Linked DNA regions of Zea mays: all the other regions are linked to region 3. Evidence: chromatin contacts called from public Hi-C data. All regions are on one chromosome and are shown on one strand. Each heading gives the region's core, a stretch centred on a gene start, on an enhancer-like site or on the middle of the called end of the contact. The rest is flanking DNA. Distances are from core to core; before and after follow the strand shown. Region 1 has its middle 64 kb from the start of LOC100277340. Region 2 holds the start of LOC100277340. Region 3 holds the start of LOC100501258 (ABC transporter I family member 11 chloroplastic).

The links. A called contact is a pair of places that touch in the nucleus more often than the background predicts.
Region 1: a contact with region 3 is called in a Hi-C map of leaf, with 7 times the contacts expected there. The contact joins the enhancer-like site here to the promoter of LOC100501258 in region 3. A contact is called at or near these places in 2 of 25 Hi-C or Micro-C datasets (ear and leaf).
Region 2: a contact with region 3 is called in a Hi-C map of leaf, with 6 times the contacts expected there. The contact joins the promoter of LOC100277340 here to the promoter of LOC100501258 in region 3. A contact is called at or near these places in 6 of 25 Hi-C or Micro-C datasets (bundle sheath, leaf and seedling).

What each region holds. Positions count from the first base shown.
Region 1 is chr2:227,891,448-227,894,593 of Zm-B73-REFERENCE-NAM-5.0, reverse strand. No RefSeq gene overlaps it. Among protein-coding and RNA genes, the nearest start is that of LOC100277340, 64 kb to the right of the region's middle. Within about 2 kb of position 1,388, at least 16 of the 20 cell types and tissues checked have an H3K27ac peak or open chromatin away from gene starts, as enhancers often do. A contact at or near this core is called in ear and leaf, where this site is marked.
Region 2 is chr2:227,828,053-227,830,995 of Zm-B73-REFERENCE-NAM-5.0, reverse strand. It overlaps LOC100277340, which reads right to left and starts at 1,495. Exons shown (of 7, transcript NM_001150934.2): 1 at 1,365-1,495; 2 at 1,231-1,271; 3 at 871-928. The coding sequence starts at 1,452. It overlaps LOC100193256 (putative subtilase family protein), which reads right to left. Exons shown (of 10, transcript NM_001358698.1): 10 at 2,408-2,943. The coding sequence ends at 2,574.
Region 3 is chr2:228,218,332-228,221,244 of Zm-B73-REFERENCE-NAM-5.0, reverse strand. It overlaps LOC100501258 (ABC transporter I family member 11 chloroplastic), which reads right to left and starts at 1,609. Exons shown (of 10, transcript NM_001196026.1): 1 at 1,431-1,609; 2 at 1,278-1,341; 3 at 267-346; 4 at 145-196; 5 at 1-62. The coding sequence starts at 1,507.

The DNA.
Region 1 (3,146 bases), core at 139-2,638, 330 kb after region 3:
AATTAATAATAAAACCACAATGCGATGGATATGATAGATTGAGTTTAATTCCATAAGTTAATCATGCGAGAGTCCTGAGCTGCTCATGACCGCGAGCACGGCTAGTATACCAGTTTTACACTCTGTAGAGGTTGTACCCTTTACCCACAAGTCATGCTACCTAGTTGCCAAGGGGTCTAGAAGTCCCATTCATCTCTACCGAGGACACGAGGTAGGGTAACACTACGAGGCTTTTACAAAGTTCCACTAGCTTCAGAAAACCCGCTACGGGTTTCTGAGAGTGGCATAGGAATCCCCCGTCTGAAAAGCCATTGCAGCATGATCAACCCGAGAACCTCCCTATACCCCCAACTCCCCTACCTCCCTTGCCCCTTTCGGGTAAGGTATACCTCCAATAGCTTTTCTAATTAGTCAACCAAAGGCGTCCCATTCCACCCTTGTGGTGGCACGTTTATCTCAAGTTAAGCCCCATGTTCCAATTAACGCAATAGTCTTATCATGAACATAATAAAATAACAATAATAAAGCATGATCATGAATAATAGGTATCTTAACATTCAAAACCACATATAGCAATAGCAGAAACTACCCAAGAAGTTCAGTGGTAAACAAGGTATAAAGATGACCAAACTAGGGTGACCTATTGGGTCCCATCAAAATTAAGCCTAAGCATGGCAAAGTGATTATATAGAACATTATTGGGTAAATCAAAGTGGTCAAGGGCACAACTTGCCTTCAACGAGTTCCTGCTCAGTATTTTCCACCTGCTGAGTACCAGGATCCTCGGTTGCTTGCTTGTCTACTCGCAACAATACAAACAAACATAGTATAGGAGAAATTAACATCACACCAAACATCAGAACATAATGCATAATAATATTATATGCATCGTAACGAGATCGCAGGTTCGAGAACCACTAAATTCGGAGTTACGATTAACAAGTTATGATTTTCCGAAGGATTAAGTGTTAGATATAAAACAAATTAAGTGCATAATTTTAATATGTTTCATAACAAAATAAAGTTACCAGATGATAAACAATATTATTATAAATTTAATGCAACTGGAATGGATCAAAAAGGAGTTAAAATGAATGAGTTATGCATTTTCTAAGGTTTTTAGAAGTATTTTGGCATTAATAATTAATTTCGAATTAACTTTACCAATTTCCCTAGCCCACTAGACAACGACCACTAAATTGTCAGAAGTTCGGGAGCCGAACCGTAAAAAACAAGGGTTTGATTGAATTGAAACCTAGGCTCCCGGGGATGGTGCGTTATTTTCTTTAATGTGCAAGGGCTCTTTTTGAAAAGTGTCAAGGCTGTGCAATCACGGTGCGCCCAGGCCATTCATCCGAGGATCTAGGGCTCGGATTATATGTTGAACCGGTATCCCCCGCCTACGATCAGATATCGATCCAACGATCCTTAATAGCGCAGGTCTGGATTTGATATGGATCACCCATCCTCGATCCAACGATTAAGAGTGGAGGCCATCCATACGAGCGGCAAATCCAAATCCCGGCCACAGAACACACATCCGATGGCCAGCAGCTCTTCTTCTACGCACGCAAACAGGCCCCTAACGACGGTGAACCAGCCAGCGGCGCGCCTTGCCGGAAAACTACCAAGGTGCATCGAGGGCTAAAACTTGCTGCACGCATACTCAATTGCCAGAGGGGCAAAGGCGAGGAAGAACATAGTGGTGTTTTTTTACCATGGTCCGACACAGGGGCGAGCAGTCCTCGCACCGCGGCAGTCCGGTCCGGTCTTCAACGTATGGCGATGAAGTCCTCCTCTCGAGTCTCCGTACACGCAGGGGAAGACCCCAGGCGCCCAGCGCGCAACCTTGCCGAACTCCTCAGCCCAACGTCGAGGCCCTTGTCGTCGTAGAGCGTATGCCAGCAATGTCGCCTCTCGACACTAGCCTTAGGGTTCCGGTCTCCTTCCAAACTGGTATGGCGCTCGAGAGGTTTGGAAAAAGGGAGGGTCTCAGATTACTTAGGTAGTGTTATGTCCTAGTTTTATTGTTGTTTGATTACAAAGTAACTAGAACGGAGTGACCCTAATTAGGAAATATTCTCCTCAGATCTAGAATCATTCTACTCCAAAAAATTAACCAGACGGATCCACTCCATTCTCAGCCCGCTCGTACCGTCACGGACGGAGCCTGCATGTTGTGATGAACTTCAGTGACTCTTCAACCAAACAAAAGAGGGAGCCGCTCTGTTCAATTTTACTCTGCAACCAAACAAAAAACAGAGCTGCTCCGTTCTAGTTTACCAAACACAGAACAGAGCGGTTCTGTTCCTAAAATCAGAGATAGAATGATTCCGTTCTAGTTGGCTTCTCAACCAAACACTACCATGTCGAGGAGGCGCTAGGATCTCAATAGAATCCGCTTTCTTCGCAATAAACCCAGCTGGCGGCTGTTATAGGGGTTTAGCCATCGCAACGGAGAAGGCTAACTCCACTCCATAGCTTGACGTCATCCCGGGTCGCGACGCGATTGGTTGAATGATTGAATCGCCATGCAGAAGTCCAATCGGTCAGTGGGACCGCAGCATGCGCGTGTGCCCACGACAGCTGGAGAGCGGGACCCACCGGCCAGTGGTGATAGCCGCCCACATGCGCTTGTGCAGGACTGAGCAACAAGACCGGCTTTGGGTGAGTATGGGCCCCGACCAGGCCCAATTTGGCATTTGGCTGTCCGGGGTTGTCAGTCTTTTTTATTATTATTGGTGTTGTTATTAGGGTTTTTCTTTCTTCTTTTTCTTCTTTTTCTTTCTTTTTATTCATTTTCTGTTTTATATTCTAATTTATAATTTGAATTCAAATTTAATTTATGATTCCTTTATTCAAATAAAATGCATCACATAAAATATCAGCATGAATGCACCTTCAAATTGTTCAACTTGATCTCTTTATTTACATATGCAAAAGAGAAGAGAGAAAAATTAATCACATAGGGTTTCATAATTTCCGAGACTTATTGTATAAATATTTTTTTTATTTCATCCAAATTTTGGTCTTTACAAATCCTACCCCTTAAAAGGAATCTCGACCTCGAGATTAAGATGAGCTAGGGAAAAGATTGGAAAAGTCTACTCGCAATTCTTCTTCTCTTTCCCAGGTAGCTTCATCTT
Region 2 (2,943 bases), core at 246-2,745, 390 kb after region 3:
GTTTTTCCCCTCTGCTCCCTATGTTGCTGGTAGAGAAGAGGAATAGGAGATAGATGAATTACTGCTTGATTCCATTACATGCATCATGTGGCTTATATAGTCCTTGATCTAACAAATTTTCCTAAAAACTCTCATTGATCTAACAAACTTTCCTAAAATATCTCCTAAAAACTCTCCTTATCTTATTTGCTAACAATTCTATCCTTATCTATTTGCTGAAAACTCTCAACAAACTCTACTTGGCCAATCACATCTTGATCTGGCCCATTACATCTTGACCGCGCCCCTGGTCTAGCCGGCGTCGTGCAAACGTCCGGCCCCACATGACACTTGTAACATCCTTGCCTACTATATATCAATTATTCAGTTACGGTAACAAACATGCTAGTAGACAGACTACATATATAATCGACCCAAGGACTAAAGTGCCTGGTAATCAAATAAATTGGTCCATGAATCAATAAATCAATGGACAACATGTGAAAATATCATGACTAAGAACCAAACTGGCGGACATGAGTGATATTTACAAGATCACATGTATGACACACAAGGCCATAATAAACATTGTCAAAAGAAGAATACTCCAGCTAATTCCATATCTATGAATCTACCACATGCACATACATCAGCATATGTTACGTGGTGTCACCTCATGATATCAGTAGCTGTAGATATGATAATATGGCCAATAGCTCACGTGTTCCATTGCAGTTCTTTCTTTATGCGTATAGTAAATGCAACATCTTTCTAAAAACCTCGGAGAGACAACATGGTGTGCAAGAAGTGAAATAGTACATGGTTAAAGGCTTGCCTACAGAAAACCTCGGAGAGACAACATGGTGTGCAAGTGGATTGCGATTTGCTTACCTACTCCCATCTCGCGAAGAATCTCCTCTTGTATTTCAGTGGTCACGGCCACAGCCTCCTACAAGGTGAGCAAAGCACAAACATACTGTAACTTTCACATACATGTCCAGGCCTTCACATGCAAATTTGGGCTAAATGGACCGGATAATCGCTTCACAACGCCCCACATTACAAGGTCCAAGCTAAAAAATTTAAGTAAACCAAGGCAATCGCACTGTGTAATTGAAACGTCAGGCTAATCCGACAAAGATGTGGCCAGGCAGAAAACCTAACATTTCAAGAACCGCCACCCAACGAGCCCCATCCCCCAAAAGTGACAGGGAACGCTGAAATGGCGGGCGTGTTGCGCGGGCTTCGCACCTGCTTGTCCCTGACGGCGTCGGCAATCCGCTGCTTGACCTCTGGAACGCGGGGACAGGGAACGAAGATTAGGGGAAACCGGATAGGCGGAGGATGGGGAGCGAACCGGAAACGCGGCGGAGACGGGGACCGACCGGGGAGGGAGGTGACGAAGGAGAAGCGGGAGAAGAGGTGGAGCAGCTGCTCCCTCGTCATCATGGTCTCGCCGCCGGCCGCCGCCATGTCCGTTGCCAGCTGCCCAGCTGCCGCGCCCCCTTCCAGCACCAGCAGCCTGGTGGTTCTGGTTCGAGTGGTGCGTGTGTCTCTATTCGTATCTTTGGAAGGAAAGAGTGGACAAATGGCGCTCGTTAAATGATGAATCTGGCAAAAATAAATATGGGCCGTTTGTGGTCGGGGCTCCTGTCGACAACATTAGGGGTGGGCACTTTTTTATCATAAACCGAAAATCGAACCGAACCGAATTGAAATTTCGGTTTTTTCGGTAGTTCGGTTCGGTTTTTGTATTTAAGAAGTTCGGTTTGCGGTATCGTAATCGGCTTTTCCCGTATACCGGACCGAAATACCAAAAAAACCGAATACCAAATTTTATCAATTCTCAAATTTAACTATTCGATTATGTGAACTAAATGTGTGATACAACTAAATTGTTATTCACTTGTTTGTATGTGATGTATGATGTATCTCTAAATATTTGTATCTATATAATTTTTACTTTTTAAAATTACGTGTAATGTATCATGTAAACTTATTGTAAGTATTGTCTTGAGTATAAGTTTGGTATTCGGTTTTTACCGAAAAACCGAAACCGAACTACTCGGTTTTTCATTTTCTAGAAAACCGATCGGTTTCTAATGTCTAAAAAACCAAAGTTTTTTAAAACCAAAAAACCGAACCAAAGTTTAGAAAAAAAACCAAATGCCCAGCCCTAGACAACATGGGCTGCGAGGGTGAGGCTGCATCCAACGGGACTCACTTGAATGTGGATTACGAATGTGTGCACACAAATCCACATAAAACTTGTTTGTATTTGCAACGAAGCATGCAAGCAAATAGGAGAGTGCCCATGTATGAATTACAGACAAAACTATCATCGATCGGGTCTCTCGCTCAATAATTATGCTTTGTAATGAATTCTAGGCTGAGCCTCATAGTTTATTTGAACTGTATAAACTGCATAAAGGCACAAGATCAGCTGGGAGCGCCTTGTTGCTTGCAAATAAATTGGCAACATAAGTTCAGTTTTGACACGTTGTTCAGTGTTCACACACAGTGACACAGTGTCGCATATATGGACGATCATCGAGACGGTGTTCTTCTTTGACAGACACATCGTTCAGTGTTCATCATCGAGACACATCGGCGACGAAGTCCCGGACGACGGTCCGAACGGCGACGGGGATCCTTACCGAGTGCCGCTTGGCGTCGTCCAGCCACGTCAGGCTCCCAAACGCGTAGCCGCCCTGCACTCTCTGCTTCGCCACGAACGTCACCTTGAACGTGGCGTTCCTGACGCCGCCTCTCTCGAAGGCGATCACCGGCGGCGCCACGTCCATCGCCACGCCGGCCGGCGCCTCGACCACGGCCCGGTACGTCGCCTCCACCGGCCCGACGTTGGTGACGGTGCGCGAGACCGTGACGGAGTCGTACATGAGGTTGGGCACGGCGATGGACGGGAGGTTGAGGCGGTCGACGCGGTCGTCCAAGCTTTTGTAC
Region 3 (2,913 bases), core at 360-2,859:
GTATCATCATACTTCTGAATGCAAATAGACCCAGAGGTAGGTTCTGATAGACCAGCCAACAGCTGTGAAACCAAGATTTTTACTTGAGATGGAAGATAGATCACAAGGTAATTTAGTAATGTTATGCAGTGTTTCAATGCGCACCTGCAAAAGGGTTGTCTTTCCACTCCCACTCCGTCCAAATATCAAACCAAAACTGCACAAATACAGATTTAGGTATATAAAAGCAGCCAAAAATATAATGAAGCCAGGGCAAATATGCTTGCCTTTTTTCCTGAAGAGAGAGGTTAATTTCATTCAACAAGTTCTGTTCAGTTCCAGGAGGTCGATAGGTGACTTTTCTCACCTGAAAGAAATTGTGGTTAAATTTATTTGATAATCAATTTAGAAGGACGAACTGTATATTTAGGATGGCATAATGTGCAGACGCTACTAGCTGGAAGACTCTTTTCTAGATGTATGTAATCATGCAAACTTCTAGCAGAAAAGACAAAAAGAGTAACATGATGCACTGTACTCCCTCCGTTCCAATTTATAGTTCGTCTTGGCTTTTATAGATATACATATTTTATTATATATCTAGGAATACCGTATATCTAAGTGGATAGCAAAAGTTGTGTACCTAGAAAAGCCAAAATGACCTATAATTTGCGATAGAGGGTGGTATGCAACATTTGAGGTATTTAGGAACACCAAACTGTGAAAGCAATGTGGTAAGCTATTAAGTCATGCATGAAAATTTGGGACAGAGGGCAGTGTGCAAAATTGGAGGTATTCAGGAACACCAAACTGTGAAAGCAAATCATGCATGACAGTTCCCTCCAGTGGTTTTATTTGGGGGTGTTTGGTTTTTAAGGACTAATCTTTAGTCCCTACATTTTATTCCATTTTAGTCCCTAAATTATTAAATACAGAAAGTTTATGTATTTGATAATTTAGGGACTAAAATGAAATAAAATGGAGGGACTAAAAATTAGTCCCTAGAAACCAAACACCCTTTTAACATGAGTAATATAACTGGCACACCTATCCTTAAAATCCCAAGGTCGTTGTAAAATTAATACAAATCTGTGTACGGCTGGATATTTGGTTAAACTGGAGATCCAAAGCTCGCCTACACTCCACAACTTGGTAATCTCTGGAAGATAAATAAACACCAGCCCACTCAGTCACACCAAACTCAGCATACCTGAATGCGTCACTGGTTCCTACGAATTGGTAGCACCCCAACTCTAAACAGAATTAAAATAAGGCCAGGAAAATAGGCAAATGCGCACCTCCAATCGGGAGTGCCCAGCCTCGACTCTTGCCGCACGACAGCTCCAGCAAGTCCTACATTTCCTGTGACATAATAATTACAGACGAATTTTCATCGAGGGACATCTCCCTGAGGGAAAAAAAAAGTCTGGTTCAAGAACAACCCGCCGTACCTGGCCGTATTTGCTGGAAAACAATGAGAAGCCGCCCGAGGGACGGTCACCGCCATGGCGGCGGCGGCGGCGAGCATGGCGTAGAACGGAGCTTTGGAGCAACCGAGCCGCTCCGTCACGGGATCGATCGAGCGCTCATCGACGATTCGAGTTAGTCTCTGGTAGTAATCAACCCGGAGATTGGGGTGGGAGAGCACGGTCGAAGACGCGCGGCGGCGGCCGCAAGTCAAATCCTTTTAGCCGCCGGTGAGGTCGCCGGTAACCGATAGGAGTCGGGTGGCTGGATTAGGCAAGTGTGTGTGAGAGAGAAGCCGGGTGGGTTATTTGCTCATGGGCCAAAATAGAGGGAGGCCCAAATCGCGGCTCTCTTTCACAGAACATAACGAGGCAACATGTTATTGATCCGCTAGCCCAAGTTCTCTCTTACCACGCCGCACCGCCACAAACAAGGACGATCCCGAGACGGTTCAATTAACTCCACCGAAAAAAACTCGCCGGCGTCTAGGACTTTCCTAGGTGGCTCGGGGCAACCGTTTCATTTCTTTCATGTTTCTTCCTTTTTCAACGTGATTTTTGATCGCTTCTTTTCTGGGAGTGATTCATTTCTTTCTTGATATAGTATGGTAACCTTTGTTCTTCGCTATAGCCTTTGGTTCGTTAGTCTGGGTGTTGTGATGGACGGAAGAAGTGTGAAGGCAGTGGAAAGGCTCTTGGAGAGTATGCAACTGTCAGAGGCGGAAAGAAGTCAGGTGCAGATCGGAGGGATGAAAAGGTCGAACACAGTTGTTCATCAGGCGCTGGGAAAATTACTCTCGGAGAAACTGTCTCATCCAGATGCAATTGAACGTGCTCTAGGAACAGTTGGTGTCCGATCCGAGGAACCGAATGCAGAAGTTTGGGGCACAATAAATTCCTATTCACGTTCAACCAGGCGGCAGGAAAGCGGAAGGCATTGGAGGAAATACCCTGGAGCTTTTCAAATGAACTGTTGGTGATGGCTGGTATGGATGACACAAAGTCTATTGGCGAGGTTGAGTTCAATGCAATCTCGATCTGGATCCGCGTCACAAAACTTCCGATTAGGTTGTTCACTAAAGAAGCTGCAGAGGCTATTGGCAATGAGGTGGGAGTCTTCTGAATTAAGATCATGCTTGACATTCGGAAGCCTTTGATGAGGGGAGTCACGGTGCAGCTGGAAGCAGATGGAAAGAAGTGGTGTCCGATTTTCTATGAATTCATACCAGATTTTTGTTATATGTGTGGTCTAATCGGACACACTCAGAAAAGTTGTTCTATGAAGTTCAGTAAGGACGAGATGGTGCCACTTGATAAACTCTGTGGTGGGTTCCCAACAAATTCATGGGCGATAGGAAGTGCGCGTCAAGTAGTGGAGGATAGGGGCGTAAGAATGTTCCAGTTCCTTACCAGAGTGAGAGGAGAAGTGATGCACCATCTTGGAGGAAAGATGCAAATCAAGGAAGCA